Regions from separate parts of the Mus musculus genome. Here regions 2 and 3 are each linked to region 1. A link is a contact called in public promoter capture Hi-C data. All regions are on one chromosome and are shown on one strand. Each heading gives the region's core, a stretch centred on a gene start, on an enhancer-like site or on the middle of the called end of the contact. The rest is flanking DNA. Distances are from core to core; before and after follow the strand shown.

The links. Promoter capture Hi-C pulls out the DNA fragments that hold promoters and counts their contacts.
Region 2: a promoter capture Hi-C map of liver shows a contact between it and region 1, with 3 times the contacts expected there. The contact joins the promoter of Phf19 here to the promoter of Zbtb34 in region 1. A contact is called at or near these places in 1 of 39 promoter capture datasets (liver) and 1 of 115 datasets of contacts at active chromatin or transcription factors (pancreatic cancer cells).
Region 3: a promoter capture Hi-C map of liver shows a contact between it and region 1, with 2.4 times the contacts expected there. The contact joins the promoter of Fbxw2 here to the promoter of Zbtb34 in region 1. A contact is called at or near these places in 1 of 39 promoter capture datasets (liver) and 1 of 115 datasets of contacts at active chromatin or transcription factors (embryonic stem cells).

Annotation. Positions count from the first base shown.
Region 1 is chr2:33,429,031-33,433,394 of GRCm38.p6, forward strand. It overlaps Zbtb34 (zinc finger and BTB domain containing 34), which reads right to left and starts at 2,294. Exons shown (of 3, transcript NM_001085507.1): 1 at 2,201-2,294.
Region 2 is chr2:34,911,401-34,915,764 of GRCm38.p6, forward strand. It overlaps Phf19 (PHD finger protein 19), which reads right to left and starts at 2,576. Exons shown (of 15, transcript NM_028716.4): 1 at 2,541-2,576; 2 at 217-402. The coding sequence starts at 396.
Region 3 is chr2:34,824,508-34,828,871 of GRCm38.p6, forward strand. It overlaps Fbxw2 (F-box and WD-40 domain protein 2), which reads right to left and starts at 1,728. Exons shown (of 8, transcript NM_013890.4): 1 at 1,665-1,728; 2 at 1,455-1,563. It also overlaps a transcript of Gm34653 not described here.

The DNA.
Region 1 (4,364 bases), core at 1,044-3,543:
CAGACCCAGGCCTGCCTGATACCGACTTTCTCTTCCCGTAGCCTTAGACTTAAGAATGACATGTTTTCTTCTTTCCTGATTAGGAATAAACACTAACATTTTACAGAATTTATTCTGTGCTTTCTGCATCAGAGAAGAAAACTGAAATCATCCACCTGGCAATGCAGCATTAAATACCAGTAGTTACAGAGGACAGAACAAGCTCATAACGACTAACAGCTTCTCCTTTAAGAAAAAAAATTTGTTTACCAACAAAAATCAGGAGCCACACGAGGAACTATTCTCAAATCTCCAGTTCCAGCATGAGGCAGCAAGCATAAGTCTGAAAGAAGCATTACCATACATGCTGTGCCTTCACACAAAACTCCTGCTCTGGCTGCGCCAGGACAAGCTCGATAACCAAGCAAGCTTGCTCTGGAGTCCCAGTGCCACAAAGGCATGGGGGTAGGGCGGTGAGGGAACACCCTCTGGAGGAAGTGTATCTTCAGCAGGGGCTTGAAGGAAGTGAAATGGAGAATGTGCTCGCTCAGAGGCCTGGAACAGCCCTACAGGCAGTCCTAAGCTGGCCAAACTTGGAGAACAGAGGCCAAAAAAAGGTTAGGTTCAGGTGAGAGGGAAAAAGCCAAACCGTGGAGACCCTTGAAAGGGGGTTGGAGAAGTAGCAAAGACTGGACAGCGTGAAGCAAGCAGAAAGGATACTCACTGTTCAGCTCTCAACATGGCTCTGACTGCCATGGCCCCCTAGCTCACTATTCCTATGTCCTAGCCTCTATTCCTTCCACCTCTAGCAACCCTGGTCTCTTCTTGGAATATGCCTGCCTTTAGAATAGTTTCAACTTTGGCCTAGTGTTCAAGATCTTTCAGGAACCAAGCCTAATCAACCTTTCCTACGCCTCCTCTCCCATCTTACCCCTCCTCGGCCAGGAAGCTGCACTAATCACTAACTCCATAGGATCCTTTTTTCCCTATCTGAATCCTACTCCCCTTTAACACACAGTTCAAGTACCACCCTTCGCTGACCTATACCTCTCCTGCTGAATTCCACGGGACGTGGCCTTGTGTCACAGACATCACCTAGTCACAGGCAATGTCTGAACACCCACTGTAAAGCCTTGGAGACTCACTGTACCTTCAACTCCTTTCGTCCACCACTCAACTGCATTTTGACTTTTACTAAGCAAGCACTCTACTATTTTTTTTAAACTTCCTACACTAAGTTTGGCGTTAGCATAAAGGAAGGATGGGGGAGGGTGAAACCTCTGGAGTCAGAGACCAACTAAGAAGCTGTTGCAATAATCCAGATGTGAAGCAAAAACAGCCTAGACTAGGGAACAAAGAGAGAATGGGCAAATACGGACAGCAAAATGTTTGCATGCAAAACGCTCCACGGGAAAACTACGGACGGCAGCAAGGAACGATGAAGGATCAGTAAAGCTATTTCCAAGAAAACCCTTCTGGGAATCATTTTAAACCTCCCCGAGGCAAAGTGCACGAAGTGGTTAAAAAGTCTACATCTGGAGTGGAGGGGGAGACATCGGTAGAACTGCCCAGCGTGTTGAACCAGGCATAGACCTTGCAATGTCAGATATTCACAGCATGAGAGGTCTGTAGGGAGTTCATCTAAACTCTCAGTTCTTACATGGAGAAACTGAGGCCCAGCATGGAATGGGAAAGACTTGCTGAAAACCTCAAGATGGGGCGTCCCAGAATTGAGTAGCCCCCTAACAGTCACCTGGCCTAGGCGAGCAGTATTTTAACACGCCCCCTCCCCAGTCCGTCCTCAGCCCTGCGCCAGTGGCCACGCAGACCACCCAGGCCAAGCTTAACACGCGCCGCCTGTTTACCTGGCACACGGCGATGGCCAGAGGCAGCGGCTCCTGGGCAGCCTCCCGCTGACCCCCGCAAACCGGGCCTGGCTCTCCGGGGACAACGGTCACTAAGACCCCTCGGTACGGGAGGGAGAGCGAGCCGCCCGGGGCGGAGGCTGGAGGGGTGCAGGGCAGCTGCCCCGGGTCGCCACCCCTCGGGGCCAAGCGCCTGGCCTCCGGCAGGTGCCCGGGCCTCAAGACCCCGCCCGGCCGGCCCCGACACTGACCAGGCAGCCTCTCCCCCGTCCCGCCGCGCTCACGGGGGAGGTCGGACAGCCGCCCCACGGGTCGCCCCGACCCTGCCGCCTCTGCCCGCAGCCCGCCAGCCTCACCTGGGCCGCGCGCCGCGTTCACATCGCCCGCCCGCGGCGCCCCCTCCGCCGCCGCCGCCGCCGGCGCCAGGCCCTTCCCCGCCGCTCCCGCTGCCGCCCCTGCCCGCGCCCCCCGCCCCCGGAAGCGCTTCCAGGCCCCGCCCCCTCGGCGCCCGCGCTTCCGGGCAGGCGCGGACCCGGGCGGGTGTCGATATGGCCGGACTTCTCGCGGCGGGCCGGTCGGAATCCCAGCTCCTGGCTAGTGCTGCAGGCCGACCAGTAGACGGGCGGGTAGCTGAACAGCAACCCGGGTTTGGAGCCTGAAATCCCGACTCTGCGGCCCGTGGCCTTCCGCCCGCCTTCTCCTTGGCTCCACCTGCTGGCCGGAGCAGGACTCGACCGTGTGCACCCGGACCCTAAGCCTGTGGAAAGCCCCACACCTACGACCTGCTAAGCCATGCTTTTTAAGTTCTTTATTTCTATTTTTATTATTTTAGGGTCTTGCCTTGAGACAAGGTCTTAAAAAACAGAATTCCACTATATATATAAGGTTGGCCTTCAACTCAAACAGATCTGTGTACCCAGGATTACACTACAAGTGTGAGTCCCCATGCCCAACTACCTGGGCAGCTTTTCTCTTCTGCAAAAAGAAGGCTATCTGGCTTTAAAACAAGATCCCAGCCGGGCAGTGGTGGCACACGCCTTTAATCCCAGCACTTGGGAAGCAGAGGCAGGCAGATTTCTGAGTTCAAGGCCAGCCTGGTCTACAGAGTGAGTTCCAGGACAGCCAGGTCTATAGAAAAACCCTGTCTCGAAAAACCAAATAATAATAATACAAGAACCCACAGGCTGGAGAGATGGCTCAGCAGTTAAGACTGCTGACTGGGATAGCATTTGAAATGTAAATGAAGACAATATCTAATTTAAAAAGACAGCTGACTGTTTAGGTTCAATTCTCAGCACCACATGTCAGGCCTCAATCTGTCTATAACTCCTGTTTTAGAGATCCAACGCCCTTTTCTGGCCTCTCCCAACACTAAGCATGTACGTGGTACCCACACATACATGGAGACAAAACACCCAGCACATACAATAAAAAGGAACAGCTAAAAAGAAGAAGAAAAAGCAAAACAAAACAGACTACCTCGGGCAGGAAGTCTGGGCTTGTTCACAATGTCCACAGCAATGAGATTCTGTTTCCCTGTGAACCCAGCCTGGGGGCTCATCTTTTTTTTTTTTTTTTTTTTTTTTTGTTTTTCGAGACAGGGTTTCTCTGTGTAGCTCTGCTGTCCTGGAACTCACTCTGTAGACCAGGCTGGCCTCGAACTCAGAAATCCACCTGCCTCTGCCTCCCGAGTGCTGGGATTAAAGGCGTGCGTCACCACACCCGGCTGGGGCTCATCATTTTAACTGATTCTTATTGAATGTGTGGGTAACAATCTGGTTTCTCGACGGTGACAGTGCTTGCATGTGTTAAGGACAATGGAGTCTAAAATGTTAAGGATTTGGCCTTCCTGCCAAATGTCTTAAAGGACTGACCATCTATCTACCCTTACTATTTCATACCAGACCACTTGGGCGTCTTTTGTTTGTTTGTTTGTTTGTTTTTCAAGGCAGGGTTTCTCTGTATAGACCTGGCTGTCCTGGAACTCACTCTGTAGACCAGGCTGGCCTCGAACTCAGAAATCCACCTGCCTCTGCCTCCCAAGTGCTGAGATTAAAGGCGTGCACCACCACTGCCCGGCTCACCCTGCAGTCTTATATGACCAGACCGATATCTATGTGGGCAAATGTTGGCGTCCTTAGAGGGCACACAGGACTTTCTCATCAGGATGGACACCTGCTGTGTTCCATCCACCTGCCTCCTACATAAGCAGTAGTAGACCAGCAGGGGGAGCCTGACTCTTAACAGATCCAAGATGTCCACTTACTTCTAGAACCTCACATTATGTGAGAGTTCCTTCACAATGCTGACTCTGGGGAGGAGTTGAATGAACACAAACTTACACACACACACACACACACACACACACACACACACACACACACTTAGCCAGATAGCTCTCTCTTCTTTGGAGGCCTACCTCTGGCACACACACTCACCGCCTGTGTGATGGAGACAGGTGGTAATTCTGACCTGGAGCTTCTCTTCTGTTAAATGGTAATGCTGGGGGTGGGGTGTGAT
Region 2 (4,364 bases), core at 1,326-3,825, 1.5 Mb after region 1:
AATGGGGCTGCTTTTAAGGACAGAAGAGCAGGCCAGAGAGTCTTCTGTACCCTGTCCAGTCTGATGCTTGCTTAAGTTCTCTGAAGAACCTGCTGGGCCACATTGCCCCTGAGGACAGCTCTGTTCCCTTCCACTTCCAGTTTCCAGGCATGAGGGATAAAAAGGGATGAGCAGAAAGACACATGAACCTGGGCCCAAGGACCAGAGCAGACTCACCCGCTTGATCTTGCCAAGGTAATATAGCCCGTCTGTCCACCTGCATAGCACGAACTGTCCCTCTGTCACCTTAGACATCAAGTCTTTGAAGTTCTTTTTGGTCTTAGACAGGCCCCCCTTGTTAGGACTGGTGGCACCAAAGGCTTCCAGAGTCCCTGGTTCCAGAGCTTGAGTCTCCATTAGCTTCTGCTGACATCGGAGAAGAAAGAACAATGTTTATCTTGCCACCTGCTCCTGAAATTCTGTAAGGCTCTCAAATGCATTTATTGACAGGACAACTCTGGGAGGGAGACATTATTATCTCATTCTAGGGATAGGGAAACAGGAGACGCAAGGAGAAGTGGCCGATGACCCAGAGGCAGGGCCATGGCTCACAAGGAGTCAAGGTGGCTCTATACCATACCTAGCTGCTTCTAAGAGAGTGAATCTTCCCACTGTGCCTGGCGCAAAGGACCCATGGATCTGAACCCCACTACGAGTCCAGGAGGCTGAGGCTTTGTCCCATATGTGGGCCAGTTCTGAGGATGCAAGCACTTAAGATGTTATGTTTCCCCTAAAATGTGTTCAGAGAAAGGCCCACCTAGTACTGAAAACTTTTGAGGTGGCATGGGAACCGTGTGACATAGCTACATGCCCTCCTTTTGTAATTCCCCTTTCTATTCTCAATTAACTGATGACTTCATGGGAACCAGTCTGGGGCATTTAAACCTGTCTGAAGCACATCTGCCCACAGCAGCTAAGCCATTCCCATTGCACCTAACACATCTGGCTCTCCCCCATCTCATTGAAGTGCTGCCTTTCGCTTCCCTGCCACAGTGGCTCCTGGTGCAGTGGCCTGAGAATCTCCAAATCTCCACCCTAGAATGGTTGGAGCATCCTGCCCAATTCCCCAGCGTATTCTGCTTCCAACTCTGTCTCAGTTTTCTTCATCAATTATTTCATTCATCTTTTCCAAGCCTATTTTCCTGAGCCTGTCGCTTGCTACTACTGGCTGGCACCTGGTACGGGGAGTCTCAGGACACCCAGCTTCCCTCCAGGAATCTTCCAGAAGGTTTGTGGCTTCCCAAACCTTCAGGAGTGGCCAGCATTATTGCTTTCTCCCCTCCGGGGGGCTCACCTGGCATCACATTCCTCCACATACATACACTCTAAGGTCAAACACAGCTTGCCGTGTGTGGGGATGGTGGGGGCGCTCCTGCTCAGGGTCTCTCCCTCTGCCTAGGTGTTGGGCACCTGGTGCCCTGCCAGCCCACAAGAAGACAGCTCTGGGTGTGTTTCCATGTGAGTGCCTCTTCAGAGAAGGTTAGTCTGGCAATGTGCTAGTCCTATACGTAAAACTAAATACACGTGGACATATGAGGGGCCTGGGGCGGCAGGGCATAGTCAGGGTCTTGGGTCTCCCGATGATGGGAGTAAAGCTCCTCTTGCCTTCTCTCCCTCCTGTCTTTTATTCCAGGGCAGAGGCACAAGCACCAGGTGTGGGCTGTAGTCAGAACTTTTGCCCTCTTCCCTGGCACTTGGCTCTTTGGGAGCTGGGAGGTCCCTGCTTGCTTGGGCCTGGAGTACCGCAGGGCCGGCCGGCCTCAGCAGGTTCACAAACTGACATTTCCTCCCCCACTGAGCTTTTGGGGGCAAGCCGGGTCGCTGCGCCCCCGAGGCCGTGCTGGGCCCCCGGGTGGTGGCCCCCCCATCCCGCCTCCATCCTCCTGGAGAGGGCCCCCGAGGGCTGTGATTGGCTGATTCAAACCCATCGGCACAGAAATGCTTGTTTGCGGGTTCCCGTCGGAGTCCAGTTCAAATCCGCGGCACTGGGCGCGCGGGGCCGGGCGGGGGCAGGAAGCGCGCATGATTCATGCGCCGAGGCCTCTCCAGGGCGGCCGTTGGCTTTTTAAAAGGGTGTTCAGGGGGGAGGATAGCTTGCAGAAAGTGTCCCCTTCAGCTTCAGGCACTCCTTTCCTCAGTTGCTCTAATTGCAAACTTTCTCCCGCTCCCAGCCGATCGTGCCTTACTTTGGACGTGAGCAAAATCCCAAATGTCCTGCCTATCCTCCTCTCCATAGCTTTAAATGGAAAAGAAAAGGCACACGGCCACAAACGGAGACCTGTCACCCACACCCTGGCCAGCGTTGGGATTGTGGCTGGGACTCCCGCTGCCCTGAGGGTACCGCTCGGGCTCCATCTCTATCCCCATCCCACAAGCGCGCAGCCTCCAGCCCCCGCCCGGGGATCCTAGGGCTCAATCTAGGTTTCTAGGAGAGGGGTCGTGTGCAGGGATTAAAGCGTGAAACGCGGACACTCCCGGGGCGCCCGCAGCGCGGGACTTACCGCGAGGCAGCGCGTCAGCCGGTCCCACTTGGAGTCTGGCCACCAGGCACATCGGCGGCGGCGGTGCGCTCGGCCCAGGGCTGCCTGGCCGAGTGTCCGCCCCTGGGGCCGGGGTAGGGGTCTCGGCGGGGGCGGGGCGGGGCGGGGGCGCCGCGGGGAGGAGGGGACGCGGGGAGGGAGGGGCCGGTGAGCTCAGGAAGGGGCCCCCCGGGCGCGGGGCGCCATCTTTTTCGCGTTTTCCCGCGAATTATTGACGTCCCCGCTTATGTAATTAGCAGGGGCCGCACCGGCTTTGCCATTGGAGCCCGCGGCTGGCGGGGCCCCGCAGCGTCTCCCGGGGCCGCCCCCGCGCAGCGAGTCCAGCGGGCACACGCGGAAACACAGCTGTACAGAACCACGGCTGGGCGAGCGTACGCACACCACACGCACACAGCTACTACACCCAGACCCTTCACGACCCGGGTTGGTCTCCCAGCACCTTGATCTTACAGAACCAACATTCCACACTACTCCTTGGAGACCAGGAAAAGCCTAAGAGAATCAGACACAGGACACACACCACATATATATGTGTGCCATAAGTCACAACACTCAAATGACACTGCCCTCAGCATAGACTCCCGCGAAACCACGTGCAAGGCATACACAAGTCAGCAACATAGAGCCCCGACACAGTGACCACAAGACCCACTCGAGTATGCCAGTCACGCACTGTAGAGTTAACAGTGTAAAAGAGATAGTCACACAGACCATGTGCACAAACACGGCAAATATGAAAAGGGCAAGCTTAAGACAGATCTTGTGGATAGGGCTCCAATCAGATAAGATCTCCCTCCAGGAGAAAAAAACCAGAGTGTCCTGAACCAGACGCACTCTTGGCGCCAGAGCTTGAGATAGTGTCGGTCAACACCCCCTACCTGCATCCCTGCTTTCAATCTGGACTGCCCACTGCACCTGCTCGAATGGCTCCCTGCAGACACACCCTGCTGGGATGAGTGCATTCCTGGTGTGCTCTTTCCTCCTAGAGCCTTCCCTGTTCATTTTTCAGGGTTCACATTGGCCCTCTGCTCCCTGGGGTGTGGGCAGTCTGGCCTGCAGCTCCTGTCTGCCCCCTCAGTTTGAGATACAGGAGTCCTCTTCCACATGCCCACATTCCCCTTTACTTCTGGGTCTTACTGCTCCTCCTGAGGATTTGACCCACAGCAGAATCTGGCTGAGCCTGGAAAGGAAGTTGGTAGCAGCCCCACCAGACAGGCTCTTCCAGCCCAGGAAGGCATAGCTGCACACCACTTTCTGCAGAGATAACCCTTCTCTGTACAGGAAGCTCTGTCATGAGCCTCTAGGCTGGCCAGAGGCACCTTTAGGATTCCAGGGACAGAGACAACAGAGCAAGCCTGGCTTTGTAACTCACAGGCTGGCGCCACCTATTCCTGGATGTGAGATTGAGTGTGTCACTTTAGTTGTCCAGCTGTTGGGAAGGTTAGAGGCACTGTATGCAAAGTCCCTGTCACCCCATGGGTGGGCAGAAGGTAAATACCGTGCTTTGTCTAGTCTGTATTCATCCACTGTTCTCTTGTGTAGGGCTACAACTGGCTTTGGGCACAAAGGCAAGTAAGAGAAATGGGGCCTGCAATCTGGTGAGGCAGCCAGTACAGGGGTAACACTTTTATATAAAAAAGGTCTTTAGCATGGAATTAGGGAATTGTTGCTATGAGGCCAGTTCTGCCTCTGAGCAGGGGGATTGTGGGTAAGCTAGCCCCCAAGGTTTATTTATATACCCCGTCCTATCTGTTCCAAAGCGGGGGCAACACTACTCTGCCTCAC
Region 3 (4,364 bases), core at 478-2,977, 1.4 Mb after region 1:
GGCTAGGGCCCAAGAGGCAGGGTGGCTCAACCAGAGTTACACAGGAGCAGCAGCTCAGTAGTACCCAATCTCCACCTGCATCTTCTACAGGCAAGGCATTATGGGTGTAAACTCAATGTTTTCCCTCCTTCTAGTCTGCATAACCTATGCAGGTAAGGAATCAAGGCTTCAGGCCTGTGAGATGAAGTGCTTACTGAAAAGCCTGATGACCTGGGTTGGATACCCAAAACCCACGTAAATTTGGGGGGAGAAAACTGACTCCATAAAGCTGTATGCAAAACCACGCACGCACACACTGGCATATACATGCTCCCTCCAACATCCTACATAGACACAGACATATAGACACACTAAAAATCATTTTTTTAAAGAACAAAAAATAAATACTCATTGTTGTTGGGAAGGTTGTCTCCTTGCCTCCCCTTTCACAACCAGTTAAAAGGTAGGCCAGGCGTGGTGATACATGCCTTTAATCCCAGCCCTCGGAGGCAGAAGCAGGCTCTGTGAGTTTGAGGCCAGTCTGGTCTACACAGAGGATTATGTGTACAGAAAAGTATTCTGTGAATATTGAGGAAGCTGATTAAATATTGCTTCAAGAGAGAACTGGAAAGAAAAGGGATGAAGTCCCTTTTAACAAAACATCTTTTTGTATTTAAAACCATGTGACTACACTATTGTAAAGATCTTTTCCTCCTTTTGCTTGTGATATTTAGAAAATTGTTTTTACTGTTCCTTTTTGTTTTGCTTTTTGTTTTATTTTGTTTTTTGAGACAGGCTTTTGCAGTGAAGCCCAGACTGGTCTCACAATTCACAAGACTGGAGTGCTGGGACTGCTGGAGTCCACAACCACCCTTGGCCTAAAAGCCATTAATTTAGAGACTAATCTTTTAAACCTTTGAAAGAATACAAATAATGTTTATAAAACACGGGCTCTGAAATTTCACTTGTTGGGTAACCATGGGCAAATCATTTCTTGTGTTTCAAGCCAAATTTCCTCACTTGTAAACTGTCGCCTGGTACTGTTTTACCTACAAGATTGTTAGGGTTAAACAGCGTTCTGTACAGTATCTGGCACACTATAAGCCTACAATAAATGCCAGTTACTGTTATAATGTAGTACTAATACTGTCATTTCTCCCCTTTTAAAAAGAAGCATCATCTCAAATACACACCTGTTTTCAAGGCATACACACAAGCATGGTGCCTTCCTACACATACTACTACGTTCTGCATTTTATAAACCACCTGTCCACATTTCATCATCTTTAATTAATTAAAGTGCTAGCCTTGGGGCATCAATGTTAACTCGTTTCGCGGCTAGGAAAAACCGAAGCACCAGAAGGCAGGAACTCTTAGCTCTAATTTTCCTGTCTAAAATTAACTCCGAGTCTCTCAGCCCGTTCGTGACTCCCTTGGTCCCCTGCTCCTGGAGCCGTGTTCCGCGCGGCACTGACCTGAGCGAGCGCCCCGGGGCCCGGGACCTCGCGCCGGGCTCACACCGACTAGGCGCGCTCGGGCCGCCAGAGCGTCGCAGCGGCCGGGTCCGCTCCACAGCCATGGCGCCTGCGGGGAAAGGGAGAAAACAGGCCGGGGCGGCGGGTCAGTAACGCCGCGGGCGCTGGGGATTCCTGTCCAGCCCGGCCCGGCCAATCGCAAATACAGACCTGGACCTACGGCCGCTGCTCTGGGTCCGCAGCCTCACAGGGGAGCGGCTTCCGGTGCTGCTGCGTCATCTCCGCGCGCCATTCCGGCGCCCAGCGTCGGGCGGAAGCGGCTCTACTTCCGTCTCTGCCCTCCAAGTACCTGGGAAAGAATGGCCCCGACTGTGGAAAAGGGCCGAACATGTGCTGTACCACCGTCTGCGCTTACACCTTATGATCCTGAGCAAGGTGGACCTCTAGATTTGCACAATGTTTATTTTCCTCATCTACTTTTTTTTTTTAACCAAGTTAGGGTAATATTTCACAGGAGAGAAAGGGCTAAGGCTCCAAATCCACATGTGACGATATTCAAACAGCCCATTGACACCTGGCACCTCCCAAACACGATTCTGACACAGCTGAACAAATCCCTAACTGCGCGAGGTCTATGTCTAGTCGTAGGAGGAAGACAGGACAAATAACAAAGTATACTGCAGGAAGCAAGGACAAAACATGGTAAGGGAGTTGGGTAGGGGCTGGGTTAAGCTCGAATCCCAGGACATACATGCACGCTGTCCAAACGTGGCCACTTAGCCACGGAGACAGCTGTTCTCCGAAGCGCTTGTTACATATCAGCTAACTAGCGTGAAGCCTTTAGTCCCCCCAGATAGAAGTGGTAAGCAAGAAGCTCTATAAATGCTGCTGTGTGAAAGCTTTGCCTGTCTGTTTGATGGGACAAGGTTTTTCTGTAACTCTGGCTGACCGGGACCTCGCTCTGTAGACCAAGCTGGTCTTGAACTCAAAGATCTGCCTGCCTCTCCCAATAGCTTGGGACTAATGAATGGTGTGCGCCATCATTGCCCAGTTTTTGGTTTGTTTGTTTTTGTTTTTCCTATTTAAAGCTTTTGTTTCCCTTGGGTTTTTTTTTTTTTTTTTTTTTTTTTTTTGGGTTTTCGAGACAGGGTTTCTCTGTGTAGCCCTGGCTGTCCTGGAGCTCACTTTGTAGACCAGGTTGGCCTCGAACTCAGAAATCCCCCTGCCTCTGCCTCCCGAGTGCTGGGATTAAAGGCGTGCGCCACCACGCCCGGCTAGGGTTTTTTTTAAGAGTTATTTATTTTATGCGTATGAGTACGCTGTAGTTGTGAGCCTTCATGTGGATGATGGGAATTGAATTTAGGACCTCTGCTCACTCCGGTCAACCCCGCTCCCTATGTGAGACCGGCGCTCGCTCAGTCCCAAAGATTTGTTATTATAAATAAGTACACTGTAGCTGTCTTCAGACGCACCAGAAGAGGGCGTCAGGTCTCATTACAGGCGGTTGTGAGCTACCGTGTGGTTGCTGGGATTTGAACTCAAGACCTTCAGAAGAGCAGTCAGTGCTCTCACCCACTGAGCCATCTCACCTGCCCTGTTTTCCCTTGTTTTACAGCAGCCGCCAGAGCAACAAGGCGAGAAGGGCAAATGCTAGGAGGAAAGGGAGAAGGAGTTAACAGTTCTTATACAAGCCTTGGGTGTCTGGTCTCTTAGATCTAATTAGATCTCTTAGATCTGTAGATCTAATTCCTTAGCCCTTAACGCCTGCTAGTGTTGCAACTCTTGGCCCACAATCCCTGAGAATCTTGGCTTTAAAGACTTGACAACCAAGCTAGAGATAGTGGCCCGGGTGCATACTCCCAGCACTTTAGAGGCAGAGGTAGCATAATCAAGAGCTCAAGGTCTCCTTTCCGGGTTGGGGAGGTGAGCAGGACCCACAGTCTCCCTTCTCAGTTGTTACAAACTTTTCTTCTTCAGCCCTCTCTTGCTTTCTATTTCTTCTGTCCTTCCTCCATTCCTGACCACTCTGAAGCCTCTCTGCTGCTGCTCCAGCTGTCACTTTCTAAGTTTTCCATGCTGACTGATTCTCTTGCTGCCACCATGAGTTTCCCATCTGCCATCAGTAAGCCTTTCTCTGCTGTCTGTGTAACCAGTTCACGGTACTGAGAGTTGGTGGGATCACTGGTGAGACAGGCTTTTTACTAGGCTTAATGTTGCAACAGGAGGGGGAGAGGTGTAGGACACTGTCTCCCAGCCAATCCCAGTCATCTGAGTGACTTGATTGCAACACTCTTGATTACACAGCCAGAGAAGGGACTGAATCAGTCACAATTATGAAAGTTTATGTTTGGGCCAATCTCAGCCTTTCTCCTTTGAACCAGTCATAGCAGTCAGAGAAGCTTTGAGGCTCAAGAAGTGCCCCACCTGTCATCTAATTTCACTAATAGTTTCAAGGTCATCTAATTTCAAGGTCATCTAATTTCACTAATGCTTGGGATAGCCAGGAATCTGGTACAAGCTGTGTCTTAGAACCCTGATGGGTTGTACCTTCTGGATCTGGGGCAATCATCTGCAATTGTGCATTCTTTTCAAGGCATCCTCGGAGTGTTCAAGGCGCTGGCGTAAGGGTAGTATCGACTAGCTATTTGACTAATAGTTTCTTTGCTTAAGGCATTGAGGGTGCAAGGCAGAACCCAACAGTTGTTAATTAGGGAGTCAAAATTGTCACATTCCCCCAGCTTCTTATTCATATGAAGTGAATATTAGACAGGTAGCTTTCAGTAAGGATTTAAATAACTTATCATTAGCACTAATAATGATTTTTACTAGTCTGACAGTGCTTTTCTTTAAATTAAACTTTAAGGGCTAGAGAGAAAGCTCAGCAGTTAAGGGTACTGGATACTTTTTCAA